Linked DNA regions of Mus musculus: region 2 is linked to region 1. Evidence: chromatin contacts called from public HiChIP or PLAC-seq data. All regions are on one chromosome and are shown on one strand. Each heading gives the region's core, a stretch centred on a gene start, on an enhancer-like site or on the middle of the called end of the contact. The rest is flanking DNA. Distances are from core to core; before and after follow the strand shown.

Evidence for each region. HiChIP or PLAC-seq counts read pairs in DNA pulled down with a chosen protein or histone mark.
Region 2: a CTCF HiChIP or PLAC-seq map of the NIH/3T3 cell line shows a contact between it and region 1, with 5 read pairs. The contact joins two enhancer-like sites.

The regions. Positions count from the first base shown.
Region 1 is chr4:63,520,414-63,523,892 of GRCm38.p6, reverse strand. No RefSeq gene overlaps it. Among named protein-coding and RNA genes, the nearest start is that of Atp6v1g1, 23 kb to the left of the region's middle. Within about 2 kb of position 1,807, at least 8 of the 459 cell types and tissues checked have an H3K27ac peak or open chromatin away from gene starts, as enhancers often do. A contact at or near this core is called in the NIH/3T3 cell line, where this site is marked.
Region 2 is chr4:64,063,852-64,067,330 of GRCm38.p6, reverse strand. The region is part of intron 4 of 8030451A03Rik (a long non-coding RNA gene); the gene reads right to left. Among named protein-coding and RNA genes, the nearest start is that of Tnc, 19 kb to the right of the region's middle. Within about 2 kb of position 1,825, at least 53 of the 459 cell types and tissues checked have an H3K27ac peak or open chromatin away from gene starts, as enhancers often do. A contact at or near this core is called in the NIH/3T3 cell line, where this site is marked.

The DNA of each region.
Region 1 (3,479 bases), core at 558-3,057:
AGGATAGCAGGCTTCCTTGCTCAATCACCGAAGCTTCTGGCATAACCCTCCATTTTGTTTTGTTTTGTTTTCTTTTTGTTTTCTTTTTAGACTTAGTCCAGACTGGCCTGGAACTTGTACACGCCAAGGCTGGCCTCAAACTTCCAGTGATGCTCCTGCCTCTGCCTCCCAAGTGCTGGGATTACAGGTGTGTGCCACCTCACCTAGACAAATAATTCCTTACTCTAGCCACCTGGCTCCCGTTTGGTCCTCTCATTGGGAAGAGAGCTCACTTGAAGGCTCAGCTCTTGAGTTTTTCAAGCCTCATCATCAGCTCTGGTTGCCTTTCCTGATAAGATATAAGAGATGGTGAAAATACCCAGTTGTATTGAGTTGGAACGGGGTGAGAGAAAGGAAGGGCTCAGAAACCAGGAAGATCAGGGCAAGTGTTGGTCCGCTTGTCTCCACTTGGAGTGCCTCATTTTCTCTTCTTTTTTTTTAATTGGGTATTTATTTCATTTACATTTCCAATGCCATCCCAAAAGTCCCCCTCATGCTCCCCCACCCACTCCCCTACCCACCCACTCCCACTTCTTGGCCCTGGCATTCCCCTATACTGAGGCATATAAAGTTTGCACGACCAATAGGCCTCTCTTTCCACTGATGGCGGACTAGGCCATCTTCTGATTCATATGCAGCTAGAGACACGAGCTCCAGGGGGGTATTGGTTAGTTCATATTGTTGTTCCACCTATAGGGTTGCAGACCCCTTCAGCTCCTTGGGTACTTTCTCTAGCTCCTCCATTGGGGGCTCTGTGATCCATCCAATAGCTGACTGTGAGCATCCACTTATGTGTTTGCTAGGCCCCGGCATAGTCTCACAAGAGACAGCCATATCTGGGTCCTTTCATCAAAATCTTGCTAGTGTATGCAATGGTGTCAGCATTTGGAAGCTGATTATGGGATGGATCCCCAGATATGGCAGTCTCTAGATGGTCCAGCCTTTCGTCTCAGCTCCACCCTGATTTTCTCTTCTTTTAAAGAACAGGCGGCGGTTGTGTTCCAAGAGCTCAGCAAGTTCCTGCTTTCAGAGAGAAGCGTTGGCAATCACTCAGAGTCCTGTTCTCTTGGAGACATTTACAAATTGATTCGTTCCTGTCTGCAGGTACAGAAGGAAGGCAGCTGAGTGAGTCGGGGGGGGGGGGGGGTTCTGAATGGAGGGACAGGTGTGTAGCAGGAAGGAGAGCTTCAGCAAGCAGAAGAGGTACAGATCTCCTTAGAGAGCTGAGGCAGCGGCTTCAAACAAGAGGCAGAAGTGGGTATGTTACTGCTTGTAAATGCTCTGGAGAAGGCTGTAAACTTTAGCCCCACCACCTACAGCCTTCAGCCTCCAGTCTGCAGCCTGGAAAAGCCCCCACCAGCCCTTTCATTCTCCTTCATTCATCTATATTGTTTGTTGTTTATGGAACAAGGTGTTTCTATATAGCCCAGGCTAGTTTTGAACCCACAGTCCTCCAGCCTCTACCTCCTGGATGCTAAGATTACAAGCATGTGACGCATGTCTGGTGAGTTCATTCCTTTTCATTGCTGGGTAACATTTCTCTGTGTGGAAACATCCTGAGCTTCAGCTATCTAATCATTTATTACTCAGTGATGCAAACCCACAGGAATAGGAGTCCTGAGGTTAGGTGTCAAGTGGAAAGACTGGGGATGAGAAATAAAGAAGACAATAAAGCAATAACTGGCACCAGACGTCTTGCATATGCTGATGACTTATACCAAGCAAATGGATTATGAAGTAGCACATCATATATACTCTTTGTAAGAGAGAGGATGTGGCCAAAGTCAGCAGAGAGGTGAATCAGACAATATTGGCAAAGAGAACACAGGGTACAGCTGCTTAAAAGGTTGATAACCATATCCCAAGGGAAGAGTTGGGTACCAAGAAGCCACAACTTTGACTCCCCTGGGACACTGACTGCAGCTTTAGACCAGCCATTCCTGAACAAGGACACAGAACTAAATGTTCCTTTGTCCTTTTACAAGGGCCTCTGGGAAAGCCTTACATTAGTCTGGCTCTCCACAACTCAGCACTTGGGCTCTGTCTAGCCTGAGCTATTACAAGTAATGTTTCAATGAGTCATTTTGTTTAAGTGGGTACACGGAGACACCTTTCCATTTCTTTTGCATAGATGTCTAGACTAAGAATGGTTGGTTCACATAATCTGTATTTTCTATATTGTCTAAGACCTACAAGGGCTAATAGTTCAGAGACAGAGCTTCCTTAGTGCTGCGTATAAGGCCCTGGGTTCAATCAAGTGCTGAAAAGATATCTATCAAAGTATTTTCCAAACTGGCCATTTTTACCTCATACAACCAGCTTATGAAAGGTCAGGATGCACTCTATCATCACAGCCACAGGACTGATGCCTTACACTGGGCTGTTGAAATAGAATAATGCTATAATTATGACTTAGAAACAAGACAATTGTACAATAGCGGCATGAACATCGGAGTATCCAACCCATTTTCTAATTGGATTTGTCCCATTCCATAAAATGAAATTATGTACTATCGTTGGCCAAGAATCTGTGACTAGACAGGTCATGAGCTGTATGGGAGAAACCTACAACTATAATTCTGTTAAATGGACATAGTATTAAGCTGACTGCCAACAATCAATCCATAGATCAATGCATCTCTTAATCCTCCCTCATTGGAAAAAAAAAAGCTTCTATTTGCAGTAGAGACACAGAGACTTACAACCAAAGAGGAAAAGAGACTGACACTCAGCCATAGATGGAACATCTATATGGGGCACCACCTCTTCCCAAGGCTCGGGGGTCATTGTGGAAGAGATGGCAGAAGAGTGTAAGAGCCAGAGGTGCTAGATGACTCCAAGGAGATCGTGAATTCCAGACACAACAGGGAGCTGCACATGTGAATTCACAACAGTTGTAACAGCACGCACAATACCTATGCACACTCAAGCCAGACCAAATGCCAACTCAGGAAGAGGAAGTGTGCACCGTCTAGCCCCTATCTGAGGAGCTACTGGCAACTGCTAGCCAAGGGGAGAGGGAGAGGTAGTTTCTTTAAAAGTGTAGCCCCTGATAAGTCAGCTATGCTCCAGTGAAAAGCTACACATCCAAGCATATATGGCTAGCACAAATTAGATTTCATGGGTATATGTGCAATACAAAACACGACAAAACAATAACAACAGCAAACGCAAAGTTGGGTGGGTAATGTGGGAGATGATGAGAGACTGAATATGATCAAACATGTTGTAATTCTCAAAGAACTAATATAATTTTTAAAAAGTGCTTACACATAAACACAATTTTAAAAGATTGAAAAAACAAACAAACCACCAGACCTTTATGTCTCAAAGTGTTAGGGGCTGGAAAAGCGTAGGATGATCAAGGCATCAACAGATGTAACATCTATGGCATCTCCCTTACCTCATAGCCCACACCCACACCTTCTTACTGTGTCCTC
Region 2 (3,479 bases), core at 576-3,075, 540 kb before region 1:
TCAGTCTCCTTGGGGATAGAAGAAGGAAAGACATAGTTGTACTGGAGAGTCCTTGGCCAATGAGAGAATGGCTGAGAAGTTTTCAGTGCCCATTTGGCATTCACTGTAGCTGCTGAAGATTAGAACTGGTAGCAGAGATCATATGTGGAGTACAACTTTGAGAAGAAGATGGTAGTGGAATTCTTTTACATATTGGTAAAAGATGTCACCAATGATGCCAAAATCACTACAAAAGGGCAACAATTTCTCATCAGGCCCAACTATGGGTAGTTACACAAAGCAATGCTCTCTGAAAATTTCCCAATATGACATTGTCATCTGGAGAAGGTTCAAAATGCCGCATGAATGCAAGTTACTCCCTATGAAATGTCATAAGCTTCTGTGTCACCTGAGTTCTGAACACGGCTCCTGATTTTCTCCCATGCCTGCCTGTCTTTGGACACTCTAGAACGCCCTCCAGGGCATCCTTCCCAAACTGTTTTTGCTTTGAGCATTTCTGCAACTTATACAGAGGTAAACCAGATAATCCTTGTCACAGCGGAGGGTCAGTTTGGGTGACTCCTACCTCCTATCTCTCTTGGCTCTAGGACTTCTTCTGGATTATTAGAGAGTTATCCCATTTTACACGCTTAACCAAGATTGTGAAGAGTAATTACAGCTAGTGTAGGTTCCTGGTACCTAGCTTTAGAACCATAAGCAGAAAGTGACAGCCTCGGGTATGTAATCAGGCAGTCATGTACAGATACTTAGGTGCCATGGAAGACCTTTGAAACTAACTTGTATTTGCTAAAGTTAGATGCCAAGAGGACTCACAGAGGGGTAGTAGCATGCCTGCAGCTGGGAGCTCTGGGGTTATTTATGTTTTCTACAGATTAGTTCTCTCCTCAGCAGAAAAGAAGGAAACGACCTTGTAAGAGGCATCTTATGAAGTATTAAAAACTAGATCTGGAAGGGAGTGAGACTCAAGCTGGAAAGCTAGTTCTTCTACTGGAAGCTACCCTCTCCTTAGTTAAGCCTACTTCACTGGACTGCCATGATATCGACTCTGGAATTTTAGCAGTCTATAGCTGCTGCTTGTGGGTTGCAGAAGAGATGCAATACTAGATGTATTATAGCTGCTCAGAGTTTTAAGATCCAGTGTTAGCCTGTATAAACCACATTAAATTACATTTCTGTTGTCCCCTTCTGAATGTATATCTGAAAACATCATCTCCAGTGTGCTATCAGAATGTGGGGCACGTGAGTGGTGACTAGGTCATGAGGGCAGGTCTTTTGTGAATGGGATTAGAACCCCTGTCATTGAAGCCTCAAGGAATGTATTGGCTCCTTTGGCCACTGTGAAAGCAAGTGAAGAGGTGATTGTGTGAACCAGGAAATGGGGTCCTCAACAGACCCTCTATCAGCATTTAGATCTTGAACTCTGTAACCGCCAAAAGTTTTTTAAAAAAAAAAAATCTTTTTTCCAAAAGCTATCAAGACCCTGATATTCTCTTGTCGCAAAAAGCATTAAGATACACATGCCATACGACTCCATGGAGATTGCTATCATTTGTATACTTCATTTAGAAAGTTGCTGAATATTCATTACCTCTAGCGATAAGAACAAAGAAGCATGAACTCCAGGCTCTGCTCTCAACACAGGATCTAGGCATCCTTTTTGCTTTGCGTGTTTCTCAGCCTCTTTCCTTAGGATAGAAAACTACAAACAAGCCTTGCCCAGTGGCCAATCCACATCCTGGAAGGTAAAGAGCCAACCCAGATCACTCCAGTCAAAGTGAGCAGCTCAGCACCAGAGCCCTTGGCCATGTAACCCGATCTGGCTGTAGGGAGAGTGACTAAGTGAAACTCCATCTGCTCCGAGGTCTCCCTGAGCTCCCAGGAGGGACCTGAGCAGGATATGAGGAGGCGGTGGTGGTGAGGTGAGGGGTCTGCACGGAAATGGCGAGATCTTTGGACAGAGAATGTCTCGCCACAGCAGGCGTGGGTCTCCCCAGCATGACATCATCCTGGCACTCAGTCCTGCTCTAATCTCTGTACGCTGCTCCTTTCTTGGAAGCCGAGAACTGAAAGTGTACCTATGTGCATGTGGATGTGAAGGTCATTCGTGTAGGTGCACATCCATACATGCATGGTGTACATGCAAGTGCACATTATGTCATGACAGAGAGTATAGGCCAGGGTTGCAAGATCTTGGCACTATGAACTTTTTTTTTTCAGCTGGGAAAGTGAATGAGGCTGTTCTGTTAATTGTAGGTGGACATCAGCAACTCTGATCCATCCATTCTATTTGGTAGTGGCACCTCTGTTCACTCCTACCTATTACAGATTAAAACATTTCCAGTTCACTCTGAGTTCTCCTTGTGTGGGTGATAAAAATCATAGCCAGTTAAGAATCCCCAGAGTGGGACAAATTAGAATACCTTCTTATCAAAAGATCAGGGGAAATTTTGAAGACACAGTGAGTCTACAGTTTCTTATACTATTTTAGACATAAATTAAAAAACAGAGCAGGGGCAGGGCAGACAAGGTAGTTCCTGGAATCTCAGCCCTGGGGAAACTGAGGCAAGAAGAGTGCCAAAATGTTTGATGTCAGCCTGCTTTCCATAGCAAGTTCCTGGCTAGTCTATAATGCACATAGTAAGATCCTATCTCAATAAACCTAGCTGAGTGACTTTGATTTGTGGGTCAAATGGCACTAGTTAAAGAAGAACAAAGCCAGAGGCAATGTGGACAGTGCTCCTCAGACCACAGCAGGAGGGACTGCACACTTATCTCTACTTCATACATGAAGACTGGGGCTCAGCTGATCGACATTCTTGCCCAGGACATACAGCTGATAAGTGTCTGAGCTTTAACTTGGATTCTGATCTTAGACCTGTGGAGATAGCTTTTCAGGTAAGGCAGTTTGCTCTGTTTGTATGAGGACCTGAGTTTGAATCCCCAAGTGCCCACATAAAGTGTTGGGCATGGCTAGAAGTACCTGCAACCCCAGTGTGATGAGGGGCAGAGATGATCTTGCTGGCCACTGACATAGGTCCAGGTTCAATGAGAACCTGATTCAAGAGAATAAGGAAGAGTATTGAGAACTGCCCATCCATTATCCTCCTCTGGCCTCTGTACATGCATGTATGTGCATGTGCGCACATGCACGTGTACACACACCCCACAAATAAACAAGATAAATAAAATACAAATAAACATGAAACCTGATCTTCATGATTCAAGTGGCAGAATTCTGAGCCACTGGGTTCTCTTAGCCTTTTACTTTGGTGTCCATAACCAATGCAATAAAAATAGCAAAGCTTATTCAACTAAGTATTTTACCAAGGACTTTGGCATTTAATATCATCTTCAATTGAAGTGGATGGGCTTCAGTGTGCAAATCGGGCTTTCTAAGCTCTCATCTAGACAGGATTAACCCACACTTATGAATCAACATGAGATAGCACAAAATTAACCCCTGTGTGAGTGACACATAT